Regions from separate parts of the Ovis aries genome. Here region 1 is linked to region 2. A link is a contact called in public Hi-C data. All regions are on one chromosome and are shown on one strand. The core of a region is the stretch at or near the end of the contact, and the rest is flanking DNA. Distances in the headings are between cores, read along the strand shown. Region 1 overlaps EEIG1 (estrogen-induced osteoclastogenesis regulator 1). Region 2 holds the start of EEIG1 (estrogen-induced osteoclastogenesis regulator 1).

Region 1 (3,589 bases), core at 1,018-3,517, 33 kb after region 2:
CCCCCCATACGCTCCCTGCTGTGGGCCATTTGCCAGTTATGGTTAATTGTGAGTCCTTTTTGTCCTGTGTTCTTCCTTCCCACCACTGGGTGTCTGTGACACCCTGTCTCCTAGCAACCCAGTAGAGCACCCCCCAGATATTTGTGGAGTGAAGGAATGACCCTGGGCTCGAGTGCTGGCCTGTAGCTCAGGACAGGTTGCTGCCCCCCTGAATCATCTCTTAAGAGTTTTTCCATCTCTAAAGTGGAAATACATAGTGTGCCCCCCCCCCCCCCGCCCACCCCGCCACATTCAGTGAGAGGACTTGTGAGAAGCGAGCATGCTGGTCACCCCTGCCCCTCCCTGCTTCCAGGGGTGCCGGAGGAGCCCGACCAGAACCTGTCCAGCCCCGAGGAGGTGTTCCACTCTGGGCACTCCCGCAACTCCAGCTATGCCAGCCAGCAGTCCAAGATCTCGGGTGAGCGCCTGCCTGCCCCCCCAAGCCCTTGGCCTCCCAGCCTCCCCGGCCGCCCCCATCATGACCTGCACCCCCACCACCCAGCAGGCTACAGCACAGAGCAGTCGCGCTCCTCGAGCCTCTCAGACCTGACACACCGCCGGAACACGTCCACCAGCAGCAGCACCTCGGGCGGCCTCAGCATGGCCGTGGAGGGGCCTGAAGGCAGCGAGCGCGAGCACCGGCCCCCTGAGAAACCACCACGGCCGCCTCGGCCTCCGCATCTGTCAGACCGCTCATTCCGGTAGGTCTCACCGCAAGTGCTGCTAGAGAGCAGAGCCCTCCGGTGGCTCCCGGAACCTCTGCTCCTCCACTTGTAACACAGGGACAAGTGGGCCCTGTCATCGTGGGGTGCATGGCCGTCAAACCAGCTGATGCTCCACGCTGGCTGCACCCGGCCTGGCGCGCGTGCCCAGTGGGCGGATGCTGCGGGTGGTCTGGCATACCCTGGGGCCAGCCTGCTTCCATGCTCTGTGGCCTCTTGGAAGCTGGCACTTAACTCCCCAGGGCCTCCGCGGCCTCCTCTCTAAAATCAGGTTGCAGCAGCATCCGTACTGTAGGGTTGATGTGACGGTTCAGTGAACACACTCTAGACCGTCTTCCATGTGCACTCGGAGGGTCCTGAGTGCAGTAGACGGGGACTGGGTCCTGTGGTCGTGTGACTGTTCTGACTCTCGCCCCACCCCAGGAGGAAGAAGGACTCGGTGGAGAGCCACCCGACCTGGGTGGATGACACGCGCATTGATGCTGATGACATCGTAGAGAAGATCATGCAGAGCCAGGACTTCACGGAAGGGAGCAATACCGAGGGTGAGCCGCCAGCGCAGGCGGGGTGCGGGGGTTGGTGCCCAGGGTGAGCAGCCAGCACTGACGGGGACAGTGCCTGGGGGCTCTCTGGCTTCGCTGCCCCATTCAGCTTCTATCTTCCCCTGTGTCCCCACAGACAGCAACCTCCGGCTGTTCGTGAGCCGTGATGGCACCACCACCCTGAGTGGTATCCAGCTGGCCAACAGGTAGGTGGGGGAAGGTTCTGGGCAGGTGACGAGTGTGGCTCTGGGCCCCCGTGGTGAGAGCGTGTGGCTTTTGCAGCCCATTGACCTAGCTTTGAATGCCAGCTCTTGTCCATGTGACTTCAGGCCAGTCATGTCTGTCTGAGCCGCAGTTGCTCCATCTGTCAAATGCTGTGGATCACACCACCTCACCCAGAAACCTGGGACAAACGCCCCAGGTTTGGTTTGGGAGGGTTCCGAGGAACCTTGGAAAATGCCTGACACAGGGCTTGCCACACAGCAGGGGCTTCATACATCTTTATTTTGGATTCTACTTTTCTTTCCCTTCCTCCTGGGCCTGGGAGCTCCTAAAAAATGATGATGATGACTCATGTATCTATTAAATGAATAGTTACTGTGCACCAGCTACGTTCCATGATTCTGAGCTAGGTGCTGGGGATACGGCAGTGAGCAACATAGATTTTTGCTTCATGATGTTCAGAGGCAAGCAGATGTGAGGATCAAACTTGTGGCTTGAACTCTGCCAGTATATAGAGTATCCTCTAAATCATTCATTTACAGCATGCTGGTCTGTGTGTGCCTGGCTCACTGAATGAATGAGTGGAGGAGCTTACCACCTGCAGGGCTGTGCTGAAGCCTTTACTCCTGGTTCTTGTGGGCCAGATGGGAAAGTGCCCATTTAACATCTAGGGCCAGAGCAGTAGGAGGCTTAGCTGGGTCACACTGGGGCCTCAGACCTGCCCTCTGGTGTTGCTCTGCTGACCTCTGCTGGCGGAGGCTCAAAATTGCAACTGCCATCTTTGTGTGGCCTAGGCTGCCCTTAGTGGGGTGGGCAAAAAGAAAACAGAGGGCACTTCTTGGGGCTTTGTGACACCCCTCTCCAGCCCCCTCTGAGGATGAGGAAACTGAGATTGAGCAAGGTTACTGCAGAGCTGTATACTGCGCCCCGAATGACTACAGCCCTTCCGGTGGGCCTGGCCTTGGCTGGGAGAAGAGCTGATCAAGCTTCCCGACCTTCTGCTGCACTTTTGGCAAGCCCTGTACTCTCTCTGAACTTCAGTTTCTTTATCTGTCAAGTGGGGCTGGCTGCAGATCCTCTCTGCCTGAATTGCTGTGAGGATGGGCACAGCACACCCCAGCATGTGAGCTGCTGGTACCCAGGGGGGCTTGGGCATGGTCTGTGCAAGCTCTGTGATCCCACAGGCTCAGGTACATAACATCTGTGTTACCCTGGGCAGGTGACTCAACTTCTCTGAGACTCAGTTTCTCTCTGCAAAATGGGGCCAGTTAACAGTGCTTGCGAAGTACCTCCCAGGGCTGGCCCAGAGGACCATCAGGGAGGACAAGCTGACCTGTTTCTCCCCACAGGGTCTCCTCTGGGGTCTACGAGCCAGTTGTGATTGAAAGCCATTGAGGAGCAGGTGCCCCGGCTGGAGAAGGGCCCTGCCTTCACGGACGTCCAGACCCGCGTCATTCCACAAGGGACCTTCCCCTTCGGATCACCATCCGTGCTGCCTCTCATCTGTGCCTCCTCCATGCACTCCAGCCCCAAAGCATCATTCCACTGACCTCCCATTTATGCTGGGACGCTCATGGCCCGCAAGGGCCCCGGGCACCACTGTGAATATTCTCCTCTGAACCACTAGGGAGCAGGACACATGGGCCCGTGAAACAGGTGGGCAGAGACCCATGGTGGGCACTGCCCCTCTGAGACCCACCTGGGCCCTCGGCGAGGACATTCAGTAGTTCCTGCACATGCAGGGAGGCTGGTGGCCGAGGGGCCTCTTGTCCTGTGTCCCCGTTCACTCCAGGAGCGCTGGCTCAGCCCTGGCAGGGCCTCGCTCCATTGCCCCCTTGTCCTTGGCGGGGCAGTTCACCCCCCGAATCCTGCCACCACGGCCCTCTGACTGCTTAGTGCTTCAGCTGTCACTCCTCTGCGTCCCGGGGGACCTGCTGGCGGCCTCCTCCGGGAAACCAAGACCTCAAACCCCACCCGCGCTCTGGATTGAGACCCCCCTCCCCCGCAGCGAATGTTCTCCTGCTGCCCCGGCAGCCTGCACTTTGCACACGCTTGTCTCCAGCA
Region 2 (3,691 bases), core at 1,144-3,643:
CAGCCTGGAGCTCCCTGTTGACTGCTCACTCAGAGCCCCACATCCTGCCAGGCCTGAGCCTTTTGTAGGCACAGCCTCTTGAAGTCCTCACAACATTCTGGAAAGGTTGGTATTCTTATTCCCAGTTTATAGGTAAAGAAACTGTGGCTCAGAGTTGGGAAAGTTTGAAGTGTCTCCTTCAGGGTTCCTTCCTATGCACAGAAAACTACACCCAAAGTGTATGTGACACTGGTGGTCAATGTTGTGCCTGCCAGATTTCAGCCCCTGCTCTGCTGGCAGCAGGGCAAGCGGTCCTAGCCAGCCCATACTGAATCCCCTCTCTATTCAGAGCCCCTGAGCTCTGATGTCTGAAACCAAAGCCATAGTACTAACATGCATCAGGGCCAGGACACTAACTCAGGTTTGTCTCACCCCAAATGCGGCATCCTGCCCTGGCACCTAGCTCTGTCCCAGGACCCATCTGGGAAATGAGGGAAAGGAAACTTCCTGGGTTCCCAGCCTCGATGCGGCAGAGAGATAAATACCCTACCGGAGCTAAGTCTGGCAGCCAGACCCACCCCGCTTCCTGTTGAAGTCTGAGGTTACTCGCGGTCACAGCTGAGAAGTCAGCCAGGGACATCCTTCACTAGCTCTCTCTGAAATCTCCTCCTGGGATCAGGTAGCCACAGGGCCTTCCCCTGTGAAAGGGGCCCAACCAGGATTAGTGAAGAAATTCCCACCTCATCACAGGCAGCACAGTTTAGCACTCTAGAGCCTGTGCTCTGGGGTCAAGACCCAAGTCAAGTAATTTAAACTCTCCAGATCTCAACTTCCCTGGCTGTAAATGGGAGCACATAATAGTACTGGGAGCTGCTGTTATCATTTTTCTCCTATCTGGCTAGCAGTGTTTTTGAAATTACAGGACAAACTGGAAAAAAGTAGAGGCTGCTCACCATGCTATGCCTGGGGATCAGGAAGAAATCAGAAACCTGAGTCCTGAGATACATTTCCCAACCTAACTCATCCCCAAGTCCACTTGACTCTGTCTCTTGAATGCCTCTCAGACCCCGGTTTTCCCTCAGTGCTGTGGTTCATTGTCATCACCTCTTGCCTGGATCGCCACAACAAGCCCCTCATCCCTGTTTCCCATCATCTCTTTTCCACACTCTCTATAATCAGAGCAAACGTCTTGCAACAAAAAGCAAATCTGTCTGGGTCACTTAAAACGTGTGTGTGGCTCCCCTCCTTACTCTGGTCTACAAGACTCTGCTAGATCCAGCCTCTACAGGCCTTCCCGCCCCACCTCTTGTCCCCTGCCTCCCTCAAAGAGCCACAGTGGAGCAGCATGCAGGTACCCACAGCTTTCTGCAGGCACTGCACTCTCTGGCTGCCAGGCCTCTTGAAGCTCCATCTGCCCGGGCCCTGCCTGGCTCAGGGAATGCATCCTGCCAGTGGCTAGGATAACTTTGTGAGGCCTTCTCTCTGAGTCCCCTTCCTCTCCATTCCTGCCAGCACTGAGCTTCCCCAGTTCCCTCTATGTCCCCGATCACTGTCCTTATTCACCAGATTTGTCTCTGCCTGGGTCCCTGTCTGCTTCTCCATCTGATCTTGAGCTTGGGAAGGTTGGAGATGGCGGGTCCACCAGGCTCACTCCTAAATGCCAGCCTGGCACACAGCAGATTGCCCCTGAACATTTGGGGACTGAATCAATGAACTGCAGTGTGGAAGGCCTGGAACCTAAAAAGCTCCCGAAGTGGTCTCTGCGTCCAGGGCAGTTAATGCAGTCTGGGAGATCAGCTATACTGGGTAAGATGCTAAGCAACAACAAAATGCTTAGATAGTAGCTTGGGACGGGAGAAGCTGGTTCTATCACCGGTTGCGTGATGAACTGCTTCAATTCACCCCCTTGGCGAAGGCTTTGCAGGCACTTCCCTCCTCGGTGCTGAGAACCAGGGATGTGAAGCCAAAGAGCTGCTCATGGTCTAGTTCCGGCCACCTCTCTGGGTGTGTTTTCTGAAAAATGAGACTCTACCTTCCGGGCCTAATCTAGTGGTCAACGAATTCAAGTCTGGGAGGACACTGGAGGGCCACTTCAGTCCTGGGGCTCATTTTATTTCTCTTCATTGTTTCTCCTTTTTTATTTGCTCACGCCCTCCTCCTAGCTTGCATGCCTGTCCCAGCATCCCGCCCCGCGACCTCCCACCGCCTTCTCAGGGCCCCTCTCCTAGTCCCTCCGCTCCGTCCTGATCGAGGAGGCGGGCCCAGATGGCCGACGGACCAATCCGAGCGCCACGATGTGCCTCGGCCTCCCGCGAGTCCCGCCCTACGCCGCCATCCGCCAATCACGCCCCGCAGCCGCCCCACCGGGCGGCCCAATCGTGGGCGGGCTGAGCCGCCGGCGCCCCGCCCCTCCCGCGCTCGGCGGAGGCTCCGCGGGCGGCCGCGCGGGGGTCTCGGCGTTCTCCCAGCGGCCCCGCGCAGCGTCGGGCTCTGGAGGCGGCGTCGGGAGCGCGGGCGGCAGCGTTGCTGTTCGCGGGGTGCGGGCCAGAGGCGGCGGGTGAGGCGGGCGCCACCGGCCGGCCGGAAGGGCGCTTCAGCTCCGCCAGGGACCGCGGCGCGGGACCCAGGACCAAAGAGGAGGCGGCGCCCCTGCTGCCTGGAGCCCGGCCGGCTGCCCGCCGGGAGGGGGCCGTGGCCGGACGTTCCCGGCCCGGAGCTCCCCAAAGCACCTCCCGGAGAGAGGGGGGCCCCCCCCGCCCCAGGCAGCGCTCTCGACCGCCCCCTGGGGGTGCCCTCGGCCTCCCCGGACTCACCTGCGCCGCTGCCTGGCACCCAGGTGCGGGGGCGTGGGCGCGGCGTGGGCGCCACCCCCGGCCGCCAGCGGGGCGGGGGCGGGGCCGCCCTCGGCCCTCAACCGGGCCGTCCGTCGCCTTCAGTCTCACCGGTCCGCCCGCCGCGCCTGGTCGCGCGGCGTGAGCTCTCCGGGGACCGCGGCTCTCGGGATGCTGTCCGCCGGCACGGCCGCTCGCGCGCCGCCCGCCACCCCTGCCCTTGACTCCTGGACCATGCCCCAATATTTACATGGCCGGTGAAGCCCCCGGCCACTCGGAACCCGTCCAAGCCCCAGCTCCGTGAGGGTGAAGGCTACCGGCCTGCGAACTGGACTGGTCGTTCTGACCTGGGGCTTCCGGACTCAGCTCCCCATCCGCTCTGCTGCCTCAGCCACCATCTGGGCGGGATCCGGCTCTGGTGTTTTGAGGAGGGGGTGTGGTGGTAGGAAAAAGAATCCTGGGGATTTCTGGCTCCCCCCGCTTTTTTTTTTTTTTTTTTGGCCTTCGGGGCTTCAGACTCAGGGAACTCGCTCATGGCTTTCTTGATGAAGAAGAAGAAATTCAAATTCCAAACCACTTTCACCCTGGAGGAGCTGACTGCAGTCCCCTTCGTGAATGGGGTTCTCTTCTGCAAGGTCCGGCTGCTGGATGGTGGGGACTTTGTCAGCTTGTCGTCAAGGTAGGAGCTCGAGCAGTCTTGCTTGGGTGCGGGGTGGGCGCAAAGATGTGTGCAGAGCGGGGTTTGAGGAGCGAATTCTAGCCACTTGGCAGGTGTGGAAGTGCCCCTTGGGTCCCAGAGGAGTCCTGGAGATTATGCGTGTCTGGGGCAGGTTTGCACAAGGCAGGACTGAGTGATCTGGGAGGTCTGGGCCTGAGGGAAG

The links. A called contact is a pair of places that touch in the nucleus more often than the background predicts.
Region 1: a Hi-C map of hypothalamus shows a contact between it and region 2, with 4 times the contacts expected there. The contact joins the enhancer-like site here to the promoter of EEIG1 in region 2. A contact is called at or near these places in 4 of 16 Hi-C or Micro-C datasets (blood, hypothalamus, muscle and 1 more).

What each region holds. Positions count from the first base shown.
Region 1 is chr3:8,275,609-8,279,197 of ARS-UI_Ramb_v3.0, forward strand. EEIG1 (estrogen-induced osteoclastogenesis regulator 1) reads left to right here. Exons shown (of 11, transcript XM_027966400.2): 7 at 353-457; 8 at 542-740; 9 at 1,185-1,306; 10 at 1,440-1,509; 11 at 2,875-3,589. The coding sequence ends at 2,920. Among named protein-coding and RNA genes, the nearest start is that of DPM2, 7.3 kb to the right of the region's middle. Within about 2 kb of position 2,268, at least 12 of the 54 cell types and tissues checked have an H3K27ac peak or open chromatin away from gene starts, as enhancers often do. A contact at or near this core is called in hypothalamus, where this site is marked.
Region 2 is chr3:8,242,674-8,246,364 of ARS-UI_Ramb_v3.0, forward strand. EEIG1 (estrogen-induced osteoclastogenesis regulator 1) reads left to right here and starts at 2,394. Exons shown (of 11, transcript XM_027966400.2): 1 at 2,394-3,489. The coding sequence starts at 3,344. LOC132659551 (a long non-coding RNA gene) reads right to left here and starts at 2,224. Exons shown (of 2, transcript XR_009600096.1): 1 at 1-2,224.